2 separate regions of the Sus scrofa genome follow, and region 1 is linked to region 2. The links are chromatin contacts, called in public HiChIP or PLAC-seq maps. All regions are on one chromosome and are shown on one strand. Each heading gives the region's core, a stretch centred on a gene start, on an enhancer-like site or on the middle of the called end of the contact. The rest is flanking DNA. Distances are from core to core; before and after follow the strand shown. Region 1 holds the start of GAA (lysosomal alpha-glucosidase). Region 2 holds the start of EIF4A3 (eukaryotic translation initiation factor 4A3).

Region 1 (6,443 bases), core at 1,049-3,548, 54 kb after region 2:
TCTAACAATATACTTCAGACCTCTTTTCACAGTCTTTGCCTCCTTGAAACCTTCTAATTTTCTTTTCTTTTTTTTTTTTGTCTTTTTGCCTTTTCTAGGCCACACCGGCGGCATATGGAGGTTCCCAGGCTAGAGGTCTAATCGGAGCTGTAGCCTTCGGCCTACACCACAGTCACAGCAATGCCGGGTCTGAGCTGCGTCTGTGACCTACACCACAGCTCACAGCAACACCGGATCCTTAACCCACTGAGCGAGTCCAGGGATCAAACCCGAAACCTCATGGTTCCTAGTTGGGTTCCTTGACCACTGCACCATGACGGGAACTCCACATTCTTATTTTCAACAGGGGGCAAGAATCAGGACAATTCTGTCTTAGCCTCTAGCTGGTCTAGTGGCTGGGACTCCTGGTCCTCCTCCAGGCTGCCCAGGTTCAATTCCTGAGCAGAGAATTAAGATCTCACTTCAAGCGGTCACTCCCTGCTGTCTCTCTCAGATCAAGGGGACTCTCAAAGCAGCTTCCAGACTGAGCTTGTGCCTGGCCCACTGCGCCCGGGCTGGAAGCGCTGTCTGGCGAGGATGCGGGCGGATGTAGGGGAGGGAGGAAAAAGCGAAAGGAGAGAAAAGTCCCAAACAGGGTTACAGAGCCCTGTGCATTGTGAAGTCTTCCAATACGCTGCAGATAGACTCTTCTAGAATGTCTGTAGAAACGACTTAATAACATACAGAACCCACGCGACAGGCTGACACTTGGAACAAACAAGTTGCGACAATAGATGGCTCCCCTGTGAAGACTGGCGGAAGGCAGACAGGTACCCTCCCTCCAGCCGACCGGACGAGGCTACAGCCTGTGAGGGTCTTGGGCGCTGCAGCCCCACGCAACACTCAGGAGAAGGCTGGCCCCCAGGACGTGGCCCCTCGGCCAGGTGTGAGAGAAACCCTCTCGTGTGGGGTCTGGTTTTGGGTCCCGGGCACAGCAGCTGCACCACAGCCTCCCTGGCTGCTCCGGCTCTAAGACTGATGACCTGCATCTTGCTTACCTGTCCGTTCTAAGTATTTGACAGGGAACTTTGCTGGCCCAGCGCCCTGAGGAACAGACACAGACATTGGACTACACACGCCAGGGCTGCACCTGTGGCATATGGAAGTTCCCAGGCCAGGGGCTGAATCAGAGCCACAGCCGCCAGCCTACACCCCAGCCACAGCAATGCCACATCCAAGTCATGCCTGCAACTGACACCACAGCTTACAGCAATGCCAGAGCCTCACCCCCTGAGGGAGGCCGGGGATCAAACCCATGTCCTCGTGGATATTAGCCGGGTTCATTACCGCTGAGCCACAGCGGGAACTCCTCAAAGTGCAAGGGTTGTATCAGGGAGCACTTTCTGTGCGTTTGGGAGCAAATGGGGAGGATGCCAGGGAACGCCACCACAGCCACTCGAGGCAGACCCCACGGTGGGTGCTGGGTCCAGGCGCCCCAGACTGCCACGGAGACTAAGGAAGGATAGGCCAGTCCATGGGTTTGGGGGTCCTCAAGCCAGACAGAGCTGGCTGTCAGAGGGGTGCAGGTCTCCCAGGAGCGGCCCGCCCTAGAGTTCTGGGCCAGGATGCAGCGCTGGACTTCAGGCCCAGCAACGGAGCCTCCACCAACGACACTCCCTGTGGCAGGAGGTCTGGGAGCCGCATCCTTGTGACCGCCAGAGAGATGCGAGTGTTGGGGAAGAGTCACAGGTGCACCCAGGTCACGGAGCATCTGAGCCTCTGAGACACAGACTGGCCACCTGGAGCTTTCCAGCCACCACGGGCCACAGGTACATTTGGTGCAAGAGTGAACTGTGTTTGTATCACATGACTGGCACCAAAAGTGTGGGGTTTTCCAAACCAGCCAATTCTTCCACTCTCTGAACACCAGCTGGGTGTCCAGCAATTGAACTCACATCTGACACGCACTCCCAGAGTTAGTGCCGACCCCACAGGTTGAGGGCGCAGTCCCACAAGACACCCCCCACTTCAGACACTAACTGCAAGTCCCAGCTTGTCACCGGCACATCCGACCAAGCGGCTGTAAACTCCTGGGTTCCCAAAAACACCTCTCTCCTCCACAGGTTGAATAAACAGCTAGATGACTCCCAGAACTCATTAAAGTGCTTGCTTACTGTTACCTGTTTATTATCAAGGACACGACGTGGGAACAGCCAGATGGCAAGGTCTGGGGAGGGCTGCAGAGCTTCCACGCCCTCTCCAGGCGGCCCTCCCTCCCAGCACCAACATGAGTTCACCGGCGGGAAGCCCCCAAACCTCAACTAGTTTAGGGTTTCATTATGTGGGCACAGCTGATGAAACCATCGACCAGTGGTGATTGGCTTAATCACCAGCTTCTCTCCCTCCCTCGAGGGAGGCCAGGTGAAAGTGCCTTAGTCCCTCTGGAGACCAGACCCCATTTTAAAGCTGTGTACAGCCCCCTCCCCCCAGTCATCTCATTGGCACAGGAAAGGCATTCATCACTCCCAAGTTCCCAGGGGTTTTAGGAGCTGCATGCCAGAAACTGGGGGGGCAGACGAAATATGTCCTTTTATACCACAGTGTCCCAGATCCACGTGACCTTGCCAGACACACCTTGTCATCATGATTCCGAAACTAGGGAACTCAGAGCCTAGGAGCCCTCACTTGGGGAGCTCTGAGGCACTGACTCGGCCCTTCCCGCCCAGACCTTAGAAGGTGCACAGGTGGCCAGAGGCACGGCCAGAGCAGCACCCTATGCCCTGCGTTCCCTGCCTCCGTTTTACAGACCAGGAGGAGAGCCTAGAAAAGGGAGGAGCCCCCGTCACAGCGGCCAACAGTTTAGAGAGAAAATGGGGAAGAACTGAAGGTCAGTAGATCAAGTGGCACTGCCGACCCAGAAAGCCTTGTCACCCTGCTTTCAGGGAAGTGGCTCAGAACCGCTGCTCCCTAGGCCACCGTGGTGGTGCAGACAAGGCGGGTTCAAAACCCATCTCCACCTTGGGCAGAGGGGAGTAAAGGGTCCTTATCCTCCTGCGTCTCAGCTTCCTCCCTGCCACCAAGGGCAAGCACAGCCTTCCCCGCCCAGCTCGGGAGAAGTGAGGGGGAACCGTGGAGTTTCGGGGTGCCTGATGTCAGTGGGGTCCCAGTCGTTACTGCTGCTGAAGGAGAAAATGTCCTGAGATGATGAGCAGGGAGAACAGAACACCCGGGTCACGATGACCAAGCAAGGTCCAGCCAACTGACCCCAACCACCCCTCCCACGCATCAGCTTCTGTAAACTTGCTTCTGCATCAGCCGTCCTGCCTCTGCCCACTCCGGTCCGCTCTGCCCAGCACGGACCCAGAAGGGCTAGCCCATAAGAGCCCTGTAAAACCCCTCCTCGGGGCTCAGACTCCGGAGAGCGATCTCCTCTGAGCTCACCGGTGTAATAAGCCTGGGTTCGCCAACCCTCCAGGTGTCGCTTGGTTTCTCCCCGGGTAGAAAGACCAGCTGCTGGCAGCTGCCCTAACACTGCCCTCCGCCGCCGTCCCGGCACATTGTAATCAACTTCCCCAATAGGAAAGCACGGACCCCCAATCCATATACGGCTCGATCCCGCCCCTTCCGCGACGGCCGCGACCCGCCAAGCCTCGGGTCTGTGGGGTTGCAGCGCACCACCCTGGCCCCCCTCCACCGCCGTTCGCGGGGACCACCCTCAGCCCGAGTCTCGCAGCCCGGCCCACTCACCTCCGCGCACGCGCGCCCGGGTCCGGCTCGGCCCGGCCCGGCTCACTTCTGCGCACGCGCACGCGGCGCAGTGGGAACTCCAGGCTCCGCCGCCGCGGCGGGGTCACGTGACTCCCACCCGCCTCCGCACGAGCAGGCGCCTTAGGTGCCGGGCGCGTGCTGGGAGGGCCCCGCTGTCCTCCGGCCTGGGCACTCCCGGAACGTGGGAGGAGCCCGAGGGGACGCGCACTCTGCGAGGGAGCGCGCTCCCCGCGGAGGCAGGGGGAACCTCAGCTTTGCGGTTGGGGGGGCGTGACGCCCACGCGGGAACTTGCCCTCGGCATCCCGGAGCCAGCCAGCCAGGCAGCCCCCGAGGCCCGACCCTGGGCATCTAGCCGGAACCGGGGTGGGCACAGGTGCTCAGCACCCGGAGGGCAAAAACAGCGTTTAGTCGTGACCCATCGACTGTCGCGAAAACGTTCAATTACAAGGAACTTTTTTTCCATCGAGGAAAGGCTTATATTAAGAGGTGCCGGCTTTCCAGGGTGAAATACAAGAGCCAGACCCCGTGATTTTGTCAGAAAGCCCCAGCAGTGTGTGTGTATGGGGAGGGGAATTGAGGGTTTCCTTGCTTCTTTATGTACTTCTGAAATGTTTTAGAATAAATACACTTTCATATTCAGAAAAAAACTTTATTTTCCTGCTGAAAAGTTTAAAATTACTTTGTAAGATTACCTTTCCCCTTAAGCCCTCGAAGAAGCCATAGGCAGCAGGGGTTCAGGAGTCGGAGCGTGGGAGGAGGAGCCCGGGGTGGACCAGGGTGGTGGGGACCCGACACAGACAAGGAGGTCTGTGTTCCTGCACCTGCACGGTCTAATCGCAGACGTCAGGCCCTGCAGATTCCGCTAGGGCTTCACGTCCTCCGGACTTGCTCCGGTGAGCTGGGCATCTGGATTTAACCCAAGCTGGGAGTGGGGCGGGAACAGAGACCTGGTTTCCCGTTTTCCTTGGACGAGTAAGCCCAGCGAGGGCACGGGGGTCTGCTTTGCAAATGGAATACTTGTGGAAAATGGAACTGGAAACGTTGGGATTTGACCTGATTTATACAGCGGGGTGGCTAAACAAACAATTCCTACAGCGCTGGCGTATTTTTTTAAGTGGCGTCATTCTCTGAGGGCAGCGGTGACTTTCAGTAAAGCAGGGACAGACAAACGTATTCAAAGTCCCCGACAATGCACAAAACTGATCCCTTCCTTGGGGGCCCGCCTGGAAGAGGGGTGTCCAGGCGCTCTCTAGGGCCCAGGGGACCCCAGCCCGTTGGTGATGGACTGGCTGACCTTGAGCAGGGCCCCCTGGAACTGCGGGTACTCCTCCTTCACGTGGTGGAGGATGTTGTTGATGCTGCCCAGCCGGTCCTCCAGACGCTTGAGCTCCGACAGCAGCGACTGCTTGTTGCGGAGCAGGAAGACGTACCGCCCGTCCTTCACGGCCTGCAGGTGCTTGAGGCGCGTTTGCAGGGCCACGAGGGTGGAAAGGTTCTTGGTGGGACAAGAGAACTGTGTCAGGCTGTGCACGTTAAAAACAGGTCACCCACTGGCCTGGCACAAGCTCAGACTTGAGGACGTGCCAGAAAGCACTGCAGGAGAGGGGACAAATGGCTGAAGGTGCTGAGTCCCCTGGTCTAGGGGACGAGGCTGACACACAAGGGGAGCCTGTGCCCTCACTCATCTTCTGACCCACCAGGTGCCAGGCCGGGCGCCCAACACTCCGTCGTCATCCCCAAACCCTGCAGCCCTGCTCAATGCCACTCTTCCACTTGCACACATCCAGTCCAGCAGCAAACCCTGCTGGGGTGACTTTGAAATCAGACACAGAACCTGACAGCTTCTCATTAGTTCGAGACTACCCTTGGTCCGTGTGTCACCGTGCTCCTTAAGTACCACGATGGCCTCCAACAGGCTCCTTGTCCCCACCTGGCCCTTCCACGCCACACTCCACATCAGAGCTGAGCAATCCCACCGAGCCCAGTCACGCCTCTCCTCAACGCCTCCCCGAGGGAGAGGCCGTGGGCAGGGTGGTGCCCCAAGCCAAGCAAGCCGGGGGCTCAGGCAGCCCCCAGCTCCTGCTGCTCCCTCCCTCGCCCCCTTCATGTCTTGCCTCAAATGGCGCTTCCTCTGCGCGGCCATCTCAGACCCCCCCACCTACAGGTGCAGCCCATCCACCTCCTGCCCCCCTGCTTCCTTTTTCACCATAATGTCTATCACCACCAGATACGCAGAGTCCTTCTTATTAGTTTCGCTAATTGTCTGTCCTCCTGCCCTCAGGACATGACCTCCAGGGAGTGGGCACGGTCACCTTTCCTGTTCGACTCTGCAGCCCTGGCAGCCAGGACAGTGCCGGCCCCTGGAGCCTACATTAGAAACATGAGGCGTGTGATCAGCCTGGGCTTAGCGGCCCTGGTGGCCCTGGGGACTCGCCTACCTGCCGCTTGAGGGCCGCCAGCCGGTCCAGGTCGGCTTCGAGCTCGTCGGCCTTGGACTGCATCTTTGACAGCTGCTCCTGCTTCTCCACGAGGGACTCGCTCAGGGATCTCTGAGTTTCTTCCAGTTCCAGGATGGTTTTGGTGCACTCCTCGGTGGCCTGCGGGGCAGGCAGGAGCATTCTAGGACTCCCCCCGCCCCCCCCAGCCTTCATCCCACGGAGCAGTCAGGCTGGGAGGACCCCAGAGCCCTCTGTGC
Region 2 (6,111 bases), core at 2,172-4,671:
CTAATCCAAGCCACATTTGCCACCGGCACCACAGCTCACGGCAACGTTGGATCCTTAACCCACTGAGCAAGGCCAGGGATCGAACTTGCAACCTCATGGTTCCTCGTTGGATTCGTTAAGCACTGTGCCACGACGGGAACTCCTGATTTTCTTAATAGCATTTTCTCTAGCTTACTTTATTGAGGGGGTCAATAAATACAGTATATAATACATATAATACAGTATAATACATATAACACACGACATGCTAATCAACTGTTCATGTTATTTGGCAGGCTTCCGGTCAACCGTAGGCTATTAGAACTTAAATTCTGGGGGAGTCAAAAGTTATACCTGGATTTCTGAGTACACAGGGGGTGGGCACCCCTAACTCCTGAGTTGCTCAAGGGGCAACTGCGAAGGCTTGTATCCAGCACAACATGGAGCATATTTTAACAAAGAGGGCAAAGAGCCAGGCGTATTCAAAACCCGTCTGCTGCTGATAAAGCAAACTGCACCGTGTTTGAACGGGAAAAACCTCCTCTCCTGAGAGGAGCTCTCATCCTGGCTGCGATTTCCCAGAGGCCTCTCTCCCGCACAAAGAAAACACAGCTCCCTATGACATATCGTACCCACCGCCAGCCCCCAGCTCCTGCAAGAGCGCAGGTACACTCTTTACCATCCCAAGGAGGCCTTCCGGTGGCGGCGGGGGGCGGGGGCAGCACCCTCTGTCTTGGGCACCTCAGCTCCCACCTGGGGGAGGGGCCATCCCTCGGGATTAGATGAACTCCAAGGGGGATGAAGGTCAAGTCAACCTGGTTTCCACTGTTTCCCTAAAGAGTGGTGTCCCCAACCCTGCACCCCCACACCCACCCCAACTCTTGTCCTCTTCATGGACTCTGGCCTAAACAGCTGAAACGTTATTGGGCCCAAACCAAAGGAAGAGGTCTTTCAGTTGTGTGTTCAGACATCCCGAGAAAGGGACACTGCCAGGAAAAGTACAAAATGTCCTAAAAGTGAGACGGCAAAAGACAAGTTCAAGCGGATCATGAATAAGATTAAAAAATCTCTGAACGGGGGCAGAAGAGGCAATTCTTTCTTCCCCTCCCCTTTGGTACCAGACCCATAAACTCCGTGGTCTTCCATTTACTCTCCCCCACACGCCTGACAAGGTTATTTCACCTACTGTTTAGTACCTAGAGCAGCACCGTCCAAGAGGAATATCTTCTGTAATTAAGATGGTTCTGGTAGACGTATTTGAAAAAGGAAAAGAAATGGGTTAAATCGATTTAAATAACACGGTTTAACTCATGTATCTAAAATACGAACATTCCTACATATAATCAATATAAAAATTATTAACGAGGTCTTTCTTGTTCTTTTTTTCTTTTTAGGGCCACACCCGCAGCATATGGAGGTTCCCAAGCTAGGGGTCTAACTGGAGCTACAGCTGCTGGCCTACGCCACAGCCACAGTCACACTAGATCTGAGCCACATCTGCAACCTACACCACAGCTCACAGCGATGCCAGCTCCTTAACCCACTGAGCGAGGCCAGGGATTGAACCAGCAACCTCATGGTTCCTAGTTGTATTCGTTTCTGCTACGCCACGACAGGAATTCCTCTCGTTTTCTTATACTAAGTCTGAAATTTGTGTGCGTTTTACAGCACAGCCCTAGGACAGTTCGCAAAACAATGTGGGCTACTTCAGAGAGGACACGGATAACCCCTCTGTGGAATCGCAAGACCTGAGAATACTTTAATCCACTGCACAGGCTGGGGATTGAACCCATGCCCTCCGCAGCAACTTATTCTGTATACATTTGTATTTTATTCACTTTAAAGTCTAAGAAAGAAATTCAGATTTATAAATATTTAATTTTTTTTTTTAAGGTCTGAACCGTGGTGTATGGAAATTCCTGGGCCAGGGATTAAAATCCCTGCTGCAGCTGGGAGTTCCTGTTTTGTCTCAGTGGGTTAAGGATCTGGTGTTGCTGTGAGCTGTGGTGTAGGTTGCAGAAGCTTGGATCCCAAATTGCTGTGGCTACTATAGGCAGGCAGCTGTAGTTCCGATTTGACCCCTAGCCTAGGAACTTCCATATGCTGCAGGTGTGGCCCTTTAAAGAAAAAAAAATTCAAGCTGCAGCTGTGACCAACTGTGGCAACCTGGGATACTTTAATCCACTGCACAGGCTGGGGACTGAACCCATGCCCTCCGCAGCAACTTACTCTGTGCCACAGCTGGAACTCTAAGGTTTGAGTAATACTGGCATTTTTTTTTTTCTTGCTTCTTAGGGTCACACATGCAGCATACGGAAAATCTCAGGCTAGAGGTCAAATTGGAGCTATAGCTGGCGGCCTACACCACAGCCACAGCTGTGCCAGCTCTGAGCCACATCTGCAACCTACACCACAGCTCACGGCAACGCCAGATCCTTAACTCACTGAGCAAGACCAGGGATCGAACCGTGTCCTCATGGATGCTAGTCAGGTTCTTAACCCACTGAGCCACAAGGGGAACTTCCCATACTAGCATCCTTATCAGGCACGTTTATCAGGTCAATTTTCTTGCAGAGTCTGGACATATTCTAAGGTCTGGGCCAGAGCTTCAGGAAAAGACCTCATTTACTTGTTTGCTGTCAACAAACTGCAAACCTCTGCACTCTTATGCCTGATTTTAATGGATAATATGATCACCCAGTTTTCACTGAATTAACCTTCACAACAGGAAAGCGTTTAAGCACTCCTGGAAAGAGGCTGTGAATTAAAGATATGCCCAGGATGGGAGCCAAGCAAACAATGAGAAAGGACGGAGCTGGCACTTGGGCAAGTACAAGTTTCACAAAGTTATCGCTGTTCTCACACAACACAGATGAACGTCCGTCAAGTGATGAAATCGGTTCAGAGGCCAGTTTTGCGGTACTTGATTTTAGAGGCACTTGAAGTTTTAGAGAAGCATGGCCCACGGGGCCATGTTTACACGGGATAATGAGCGCAGGCAGGGACCAGCACCCGGGTGCCTCCTCCCGGCAGGGGCGCCCTGGCGCACGCCGCAGCTCGTCTGCAGGAGTTCCAGTTCTACCCTGCCGCGCTGAGGAACCGGTAATGCGGCCAGGTAACCGGTAACCCTCCGCGCAACAGCCCAGCCCAGAGCCCAAGCCGAGGGACCCGGGCGAACCCCGGCGCCTACCTTACGCGGGTGCGGGGAGGGGCGGGGTGTGGCCAGGGGCGGGGCCCGCGGATCCCGCGGAACCCCTCCCCCTCGAGAGCTGCGGCACCGCCCCTTTCCCCTTTCACGTGACCAGGAGCTCCCCGCCCCTTCCGAGCGCGGCTCCGACGCACGCTCCTACGCAGGCACGCGCGCGCGATGCCGTCAGTTCCTGGCGGCGGCGACGGCGCGGCGCTCTACTTCCGCTTCCCGGTGCGGCGCGCAGTCGGTTCTCAGCCCGCTCGGCATCATGGCGGCCACGGCCACGATGGCGACCTCAGGCTCGGCGCGGAAGCGGCTGCTGAAAGAGGAAGACATGACCAAAGTGGAATTCGAGACCAGCGAGGAGGTGGACGTGACTCCCACGTTCGACACTATGGGCCTGCGGGAGGACCTGCTGCGCGGCATCTATGCCTACGGTCGGTGGGCGCGGGGCGCGGGCTGCGAGCGCCCGCCGGAGAGCATGGGCCCGGCCGAGGGCTGGGTCCCGAGACTGGGAGTGTGGCGGTCCTGAAGGTCGGGGATCCGGGTTGGGGCCGAGCCCGGGGTGGGTCACGGGTGACCCCTTCCCTCACCACGCGTATCCACCCCCATCTGTGCCGGCGGGTTCGGGTGTTGTCCTCCCGGCAGCGCGCCCTGCTGGGACCCAAGAGGGCTGCAGGGTCCTTTGGGCACTTGGGAGTCATTCATTCAGCGGATAACTGTCTTGTATCGGCCAGGTGCGCGGCTCTAGGTACTCGGGGCTTAGTAGGGAACCAGACAGGTTCGTGCCCTTAGTTAAGTTAGCTTAAGCCTTAGTTTAAGTTACATTTGGGAGGAGGACTGTATAATCGATGGTAATGGCTACGGAGAAAATTAAGCGGGATAATTGGTTCAAGCTGCGCGGAGGAGAGAGTTAAACTAGTAGAGCAAATAGGCAAGGTGGCTGCCAGTAGGGCCTGGCATTTGAACTGAGACTCAGCTAAGGAGCCCGTTATGAGAAGGTTATGTTAGAATTGGGCAGAGGGGGCAGCTGGTGCCAGGTCCTGCAGCCCGGAGCCGGGGACATTCCAGGAACAGAATCTCCTGTCCTCCCTGTGGGGAGGGAGGAGGGGGCCACATCTTGAAGAGTGAAGTCTGGGGTGATAAAGAGAGTGCATTTTATTTCTGAGTGCAGTGGGGGAGGCCATTGGAGGGTCTCATGCAAGGAAGCGACAGGACCATATTTAGTTAGAAGTGAATTGGGGTGTCTGATGTGGGTGGAGGTGAGGCGGGAGAGCAAGCAGGGAGATGCTAGGAGGCTTTTTGTTCCAGTCCGGGGGAGAGATGATGGTTTTCTGGTGGAGATGGATGTAAGCAGCAGAGGAAAATCCTAGGTGTGTGGCTGATGGGACCGGTGATGCTGCCCTCTGCTCAGGCAGGGAGTAATGGTGGGAGCACTTCTTGAATGAGGGGAGCTTGAGGGACCTGTGAGCCATCAGTTGTCCTAGCTGGGAGCCTCGGAAGAGGCGGGGTTGGGGCTACTCTCCGGAATGAGCAGCATCCGTGCTTAATGCCTGGGACTGGGGCATCTTTTTTATCCAGCAGTCCTTGAGTCAGGACAGTTTAGTGCAGAGAAGGTGCTGAGGGAACGGGAGGTGAACTATAGCAACTAAGCCTTGTAGTGAGGCTCACAGCCCACCTGCCTCTTGGGATCTAGGGCCTCCCTTCCCTGAAACACCTGCTGCGTCATCATGAGGGGTTTAAATCACATTAGATTGGCTTTTGTGTTAAGTGGGAAGTTTACTACATTTTAAAAGACTATGAGAATTATTTCATGTCCATTATTTGTACATGAAGTTTTGTTTACTCAGACAGTAGAGGGGTTGCAGTTCACGCAGCCGCATCCAGGGCAGGAGGGCATCCAGGGCGGGAGGCGTAGGTGACATTCGTTTTTAGATGATGTCACCTACCCAAAGACTTACTGCTGATAGGGAGTAGTGACTGACTGTGATGGGTTATTTAATTTAACAAGTGATGCCAAAACACCCCCAACAATGCAGGTTATTGTAATGAAGTCAAACAATGCAGTAGTAATGGAAGTAAGATGTGAGCTTCCCTCCCCCTGTTCTCCAGCAGTAACCACCTGTTAACTTTTTTTTTTTTTAAACCTAACTAGGGTCTCTGTTTGCAACAATGTTCCTCAGAGATTTTGTCTGTATAAATAAGATCATATGTTACTATAAAGAAAATCCACTGGAGTTCCCTTGCTCAGTGGTTAACAAACTCGACTAGTATCCATGAAATTGTGGGTTCAGTCCCTGGCCTGGCTCAGTGGATTAAGGATCCGGCGTTTCGGGAGCTGTGGTGGAGGTTGCAGACGTGGCTCAGATCCCAAGTTGCTGTGGCTGTGGCTCAGGCCAGCAGCCACAGCTCCCGTTCGACCCTTAGCCTGGGAACCTCCATATGCTGCAGGTGTGGCCCTAAAAAAAAAAATCCACAAAAGTCCACAAATCCTGCTTTGTTCAACAGCTGTTTTTTGAGAGCTCAGTATGTTGGACATTGCATCAGGAGGGTTTTTTTTTTTTTTAAAAAACATACCATCCTTGGAGTTCCTTCTGTGGTGCAACGGGATCAGTGGCATATCTGCAGCACCAGGATGTAGGTTCAGTCCCTGCCTGGCACAGTGGGTGAAAGTAACTGGTGTTGCCACAGCGGTGGTGTAGGTCACAGCTGTGGCTCAGATTTGATCACATACCCACGAACTCCATATGCCGAGGGGCAGCCGAAAGAGAAAGGAAGAAAGAGAGCCCATCCTTGCCCTCGAGGAGCCCCAGCGTCTGGTTGTAAGCATGCTGTCCTAGCGGTTAGAACTAATTGTTTTCTGCTCTAATTTACAGGTTTTGAAAAGCCTTCGGCAATCCAGCAGCGAGCTATTAAGCAGATCATCAAGGGGAGAGATGTCA

Evidence for each region. HiChIP or PLAC-seq counts read pairs in DNA pulled down with a chosen protein or histone mark.
Region 1: a contact with region 2 is called in an H3K27ac HiChIP or PLAC-seq map of alveolar macrophages. The contact joins the promoter of GAA here to the promoter of EIF4A3 in region 2. A contact is called at or near these places in 1 of 5 promoter capture datasets (liver), 4 of 47 Hi-C or Micro-C datasets (liver and retroperitoneal adipose tissue) and 1 of 2 datasets of contacts at active chromatin or transcription factors (alveolar macrophages).

Annotation. Positions count from the first base shown.
Region 1 is chr12:2,337,569-2,344,011 of Sscrofa11.1, forward strand. It overlaps GAA (lysosomal alpha-glucosidase), which reads right to left and starts at 2,299. Exons shown (of 23, transcript XM_021066505.1): 1 at 2,160-2,299. It overlaps LOC110255946 (a long non-coding RNA gene), which reads left to right and starts at 355. Exons shown (of 2, transcript XR_002336941.1): 1 at 355-923; 2 at 2,103-2,259. CCDC40 (coiled-coil domain-containing protein 40) reads right to left here. Exons shown (of 20, transcript XM_021066502.1): 19 at 6,187-6,345; 20 at 4,385-5,243. The coding sequence ends at 4,807.
Region 2 is chr12:2,282,258-2,288,368 of Sscrofa11.1, forward strand. It overlaps EIF4A3 (eukaryotic translation initiation factor 4A3), which reads left to right and starts at 3,422. Exons shown (of 12, transcript NM_001100193.1): 1 at 3,422-3,606; 2 at 6,046-6,111. The coding sequence starts at 3,438. LOC106505378 (a long non-coding RNA gene) reads right to left here and starts at 1,391. Exons shown (of 2, transcript XR_002336940.1): 1 at 1,176-1,391.